Linked DNA regions of Hordeum vulgare: region 2 is linked to region 1. Evidence: chromatin contacts called from public Hi-C data. All regions are on one chromosome and are shown on one strand. The core of a region is the stretch at or near the end of the contact, and the rest is flanking DNA. Distances in the headings are between cores, read along the strand shown.

Region 1 (3,371 bases), core at 595-3,094:
ATCCATTGATCAATTCACGTAGCCTTTTTTGTTTTGCTTTGCTTGTTCCGCTCAATTTCTCATCATGGTGGAATTAACAATGGACGGGTTGATTTCTCAACAAAATAGGACAGGACTGACTACATTAGTTAGTTAGCTTATTATTTTAATAAATCAAAATGATTATAAAAAGATTAAAAGTGTGTAGTATTTTTTTCTTCCGTTGCAACGCACGGACCATTTTGCTAGTAAAACCAAAGAAAATCGAAGGTGGCCAAGTCAACACTCGAGGAGCTCATTCAAAAAGAAGAAAAAAGAAAAAGAAAAAGTCAGCACTCGAGACTTTGACGCTGAGGTTTTTTACTAGGTACACTTACGGCGGGCCCGCGCTCAGGCACGGCCCGCTGGTCAGAGGAAGGGTGGGAATCCAGTTAACGGTGGGCTAGGCGATTAGCCCTGAGCGAAAGATAAGCATATATCTCCTCCTCTCGCCGGAAATAATGGCGTCCCCACCACCGGCCACGGGCCATGGCCCGGAGCTGCCTTCCCATCCTATCCAGCGCATCTCCTCCAAGGTTGTTGCTGGATCGGCCCCTCGACCTTTCCATAATTACGTGATCGATCAGCGTCGGGCTCCTCATTTTTTTCTTCTTTTTTTCTTTTCCTTTGTGGAAGAAAAGATAGATGTCTGGCCTTCTTATGGTTCATGAGAGCAACGGTGGTTGATACGGATGCATGTGAACCTTGATCTTTATATCATCATTATGGCTGGTACCAGGAAGAAGAGACGCGCTCACCTACGAACCAAAATAAAAGCAGTTCAATAGTACTTTCCTTGTCTCAAAATAATCGCCACATGTCAAACTAGCTTAAGGACCAGTTTTTTTTTGGATGTCTTACAAAAATTAGCTGCCATTTTTCAGCTTAAAAAATTTAAACAGCTCTTAAAATTTGTTGATGCTTCTAAATTAGTTATCTCATAACTAGTTCAGAAGCCCCAACAAATAAGAAAGACAGCTTATGAAAAAAGCCGAGGAGGATGCAACTTTTTCTTTATGCCATCAAAAAAACCGTCGGAAGTTGCTTAAGTTGGACTAACTATATGTGAAAAGAATGTGTTAAGACCTTCGAACCCAAATACACATATCATGAAAATATATTTATATATATAACCTGATTAATTTGATGTTCTTTATGTTAAAGTATTTTTAATAGACCTGATCAAACTAGTACATCATTTAATGTTTTATGATATTGTATGATACTACCTGCATAACACATAGTATCATATCTTGTTATCAGAGTGACCTCATTTGTTATTGTGCATGCTATACTATTATTATATCATTTAATAAGTATGATATTATAGTATAACATCATGATGCTCGATTTTTTAGGGGGAGCAAAAATGTCTAACTAACATGCATAATACTTACCTATTATACTCACATTCTAACCAATCTAAGCAATTTTGACGAGATATCAACTAAAGCACATATGATTGAGTATCTTATCATGACACTGTATCATAAAGATGCATGTTAAAAATTAAGATCATTTATAAGGTACTACTAATTTATGATACTATCCATTTCAAAAGGTCTAATTAGTGTGTGCCTATTAAATTACTACGCCGTACTGACTTCTTATTTTATAACCAACGGTGAAAAAATATAATGGTAAATATAATCCTAATAGCAATTTCAGTTTTGCAACACTCTTTTTTTTAGCAAGGATTTGTTGGGAATCAGTTGCAGTAACTCTCAGCAACCACCACACCACAGTTAGTCTACTCAACCCAGACCGGTAATCCCTGCCGTGCAAAACCGCAAGAGCTTAACCACCCAGCCCACAAATCCCTCCACACTCCTCCCCTCTTTCCCTTCCAGCGCAACGGAAACGCGCTCCTCCTCTACTACCCATCGTCGTCCCCCTCCTCTCTCGCCGTCTCCTCCCTCGCCCTCACCCGAGCCGCAGCCCTAGCCAGCCAGGCCTCCCCGCGGGGATGGGCGGCGTCACCTCGACGGTCGCGGCCCGCTTCGCCTTCTTCCCGCCCACCCCGCCGTCCTACGGCATCGAGCCCCTGCCGCCGCCCGATGCCGCCGGGGCGGCGGCGGCGGCGGGGCCGGGGGAGGCGAAAGGGAAGGAGGGCAGCGTCGTGGTGGAGCTCACGGGGGTGCCGCGGAGGGCCAACGTGGAGGCGCGGCGGCTGAGGACCAAGCGGGGCACGGATGTGGTCGCCATGTACGCGCGCCAGACCGGCGCCAAGCTCACGCTGCTCTACTCGCACGGCAACGCCGCCGACCTGGGCCAGATGTACGAGCTCTTCGTCGAGCTCAGCGCGCACCTCAACGTCAACCTCATGGGGTACGCACGCACGCACCCACGCACGCAAGCTGGATCGGGTTGGGTTAGACTTTAGATTCGGGCAACAGTCCTGGATCTCCCAGGCCGCGTTTCTCTGGGGATCAAAGCCACACTTTTTAGCGGGCTTTGGGGAAAGGAAGAGGTATTCCTCGGTGGAAATGTTCGGATTGCGGGTCAGTAGGAGGATGGTCGCATCTTGGATTGGACGAAAAATGCCAACTTCTCTTCTGGTATTGCGTGATTGGGTTAAGGCTTTGGTGTTGGATTTGCTAACGCTAGTCTAAATTAAACCAATTACAGTACTAATCTGCGTGTGGCTTGTTGGGTTGGATGGAAGTGTTCATTCTCATGTGTGCTAGTGCCTGGTTTCATGGAAGCATATGATGTGGTATTTGTCACTGATACGTCTGCTAATGGTGTCAAATCATTTTGTTCCTCCTCAAATTCTTACTTATGATTAGAATAAACTGCTACCGAATTGTGAGTTATTTTGTGGTTTTTGTAGATTGTTGGGAATGCCTGCTTTAAGTGGTTGCTAGAAGTATCTGGAATTTGTTCAGGCTTGGGTAGGAAGAAGGATATTTGGATTAAATGTGCCTGTCTGTGATTGGATAATCCATGATTCATGTGATTTACTGGAGGTGACCGAAGACTTAGTTCCTATTTTTGGCCAGAAATTGATGTATTTGTTCAGATTAGGTGTTACATACTAGATACTACCACTCTTAGAACATTTCACTAATAGAGTCTAGTGAGGAAAAAACAGGAAATCAATTCTTAATGAAGCTTTCCATGACATTATTATGCAGGCACACGTGTCTTGTCCACAGCTCTCTTAAAAAGCGTAAATGCCAAAATAATCGATCTATGTTGTTATCTTCCTACCGTAACACCCGTAACTGCTTTACAAGTATATCCATTTTTTGGGTTCAATTTCTTCTTTTGTTGGAGTTTTAGCCCGTTGCTTCCTATGCATTGGATGGAAAATATTAAGCCAGTTAAGTTTGAGTTTCTGATGAGAGAAC
Region 2 (3,194 bases), core at 424-2,923, 320 kb after region 1:
ATGGTAAATATTCAGTGAAATCCTTTTACAATTGCATTAACTTTGGTGGTGTTATTTCTCCTTTTGGAGATACTCTATGGAAAACTTTGTGTCCTCAAAATATTGATGTTTTTCTGTGGTTGTGTGTGTACAACAAAATTTTAACTAGGGATAATGTGGCTAAAAGGAAAATAGTGGATGATCTATCCTGCTTGCTTTGTAATGAAGTTGAATCTATTCAACACCTGTTCTTTGACTCTGTTAATGCTGGTAGTATTTGGTCAATATGTGAGTTTGTTTCATATGTGTAGAATTCTATGCTTTGGTAATGTTTCTTCTCTGTGGAGATTAAACAAAAAAAAGATATGTGCCTAATTTGGTAACTGCTGCCTCCTTATGGAGCATATGAAGATTGAGGAATGAATTCTGTTTTCAGGGGCGCATATGGAGAGGCATGGGTTGCGGCCTTGTCAAGCTAAAAGGGATTTTTGCAGCATTGGATGGTTCTGTGCGACACTGCACAAGCGGACACATTGAGGCGATTCATCCTTCTGCTGGACAAGCACCGGGGGGAGCTCAAGCGGATAGCATGGATCTGAGCATCTGATTATTTTCCTTGGTCGGTGTAATAATAAGAATTAAGATTGTTGCTGATGTTTGCCCATACTGCTTGGATTCTCTTTCTTTTTTCTTGTCATTTGGCGGTCGTTTCAGCCCCTCCTTTCAAACATTTCCTGAGTGTTGTGTCCGGGTTGGATGCTTTTTGGTTTAGTTATTGGTGATCGCTGATCTGTAACTTGGTTATTTGGCTGCTTCATTTTAATGAAATGAGGTAGAGGGTCACCTTTAAAAAAAAACTTGGCAATCCGGAGGCCACGGCGGGAATCCAGTATCACAAGGGAGTTGTATTCCGGTCTGGATTAAGCACCCGTGACATGCTGACGCTTGAGCCTTGAGGTGCATTCTCTCACATTTTGTTTCGTTGACGCAGTTGAGTATATTTTTGAGCTCGTACTTTCAGTTTGGAAGTCTTTCTCGACGTGCTCCTAACTGGCGGTCTTACTCGACGTGACACTTAGACGTTGACACGTCGCTAGTCGTATGGGTCGTGTCCTTTATGGGGCTGGCACAGGCGACCTGTCCTCGTATTAGGCGGTGACCGGTGAGGCTAGGTAGGCGTGGTTAGGTTAGTTAGTTATGCTTGATGAGGACCTGTGATGCTCAACTAGCCCGGGGCTCATCATCGATAGGACATCGAGGACAGGGTATCAAATCACGGAGAAACTGACAAACAAACTAATAATGCTATAGTACTAAGTTTGTTGTGGCTTTCAACGGTGACCATAAGCGCTATAGCTCGACACGGGCGTCGGTGCCATGTTGGTCAGAGACCGCGAATTTGAGCTCCTGGACATTAGAGAAACGAACTCGTGATCCTCGGCTGCAACCACGAGCATCAAATCCCCGGTTTCCATACACCCCCTCAACATCGAGCACCAAAGCAACGGGTACATCCCGGGCAAACCCTGGGTCCTGCTGAATCCTGAAGCGTGTTGCCCCGAGCACCCATGCTCCCGGTCCAGTCTGGACAGAAGCCAACCTCTCCGCAACTACACCTTAACGAATCATGACGCTATTATTCACCCGCTCTGCACTGCTTCTGTTTGGACCGTTGCATGCACGATGCATCATGCATTTCAGACGTGTCTGCTCCTCCGCCCTGGTGCAACGCCGCTGTCCGCGCATGAATCCATCCAACCAACCACTCGCCGCCAAAACTTGAACCCCGAGAACAATTATCGGCAGCTGAGCACCCCCACCCACCCACCAAAAACCTACCCGTAGTTGGAACTTGGATGGACCATCAGCAGGCAGCAGTAGGCTCGTTCCTTCCTTCCTTCCTTCCCAGGTTCGTTTCGTCCGTTGATTCAGATGGCTGTTTCTGTACACCTCTAAACCGGGCACTGTTCAGTCCGATTCGGAAAACAACCGAGGTCGAGCTGATGAGGCGAGGTGAATCCAAGACGGGCGCCGAGACCGGCCAGGTGGTGACCGGGGCCACATGCACGAGACGCGGCAGAATGATGCGTTGTTCGCTTGCGAGGGCATGCCCCAGTGATCAAACCACGCCACGCTGTTTGTGTGTGTGCGTGCGCGCGCCATCATTGGGGTGTTCTGATCTGAGCCATGGTGCCGCTGATCATGCACTGTTTGGTGCCCTGTGCTACCTGCTCGAGTTCTACACAAACGCATGGTCATCTGATCTTTGCCCGATCCAAGACCCAAGCCAGATCCAAGGGGATTTGTTTTTTAAGCGTTTTGCACGCTCTCATTAAACTGCAAAAAAGCATCTTAATTTAAGTTACAAAGATTGTAATCGTACTACTGTAGACTTGATACAAATGCTCACATTTTCTGTACTTATTTCAGGTATTCTGATGATTTGTGCCGAGTGGTAGGAGACGTTCCCGTTGACTCTAATGTATCGATGATGATTTCATCAATTTTAAAATATTATGTCGGTTCAGTCTTTATAAAATGCATATAGGAGTAGCGTGTCCGCGTTTATAGAAATGAATGTATATGTTTGTACTTGTCGACATTGTGTATCGTGTTTGGAAACAACAGTGACACAAAAATGAAAACGAGGGATGCCTGAAAAGGAAAATCATGTTTTTATTCAATGTGTTTTTGTTTCTTGGATGGAAAGTGGCCGGCTATACATACATTAATAAAAAAAATCACAACACGTGCATAAGATCAAAGAGTATCCACAAGTTAAACATATATCCATAAATTTAAAAAAAAATGTTTACGAATCGGATCATTTGTTTTATTCCTACCAGTTGCTGGTTATATGATGTTGTCATGTCATATATAGTTAAGTTTATAGCCGTGAAGTACAATAGTTGGATATAAATATGTACTCTACTTTGTTGGTACATGACCGACCTCACACTCACACAGAGTTTGTAGAAGCAAGTGTGCAACTTACTGTTAATTAGTAGTCCGCTTCTCTTCTATATCCTCTTCTTTCTCCTTAACTTAACAAAAGTATAATATTTAAAGTCTTACAACTCGTCTACATCACTTTATTGTATTTGCTCTCATAGTCTTTGACATTGATGTTTCTAAGAACACACACGAGTTCTACGTGCCTATATATTAAGATACGGAGCACGAAACATTTACAGGTTTTGGCTTGATCCGGGACG

Evidence for each region. Hi-C and Micro-C count contacts between places; a contact is called where the count stands out from the background.
Region 2: a contact with region 1 is called in a Hi-C map of seedling, with 2.5 times the contacts expected there. The contact joins the enhancer-like site here to the promoter of LOC123402168 in region 1. A contact is called at or near these places in 2 of 6 Hi-C or Micro-C datasets (leaf and seedling).

The regions. Positions count from the first base shown.
Region 1 is chr6H:161,750,985-161,754,355 of MorexV3_pseudomolecules_assembly, forward strand. LOC123402168 (alpha/beta hydrolase domain-containing protein 17C-like) reads left to right here and starts at 1,845. Exons shown (of 6, transcript XM_045096046.1): 1 at 1,845-2,346. The coding sequence starts at 1,985.
Region 2 is chr6H:162,072,863-162,076,056 of MorexV3_pseudomolecules_assembly, forward strand. No RefSeq gene overlaps it. Among protein-coding and RNA genes, the nearest start is that of LOC123404753, 130 kb to the left of the region's middle. Within about 2 kb of position 1,674, at least 3 of the 3 cell types and tissues checked have open chromatin away from gene starts, as enhancers often do. A contact at or near this core is called in leaf and seedling, where this site is marked.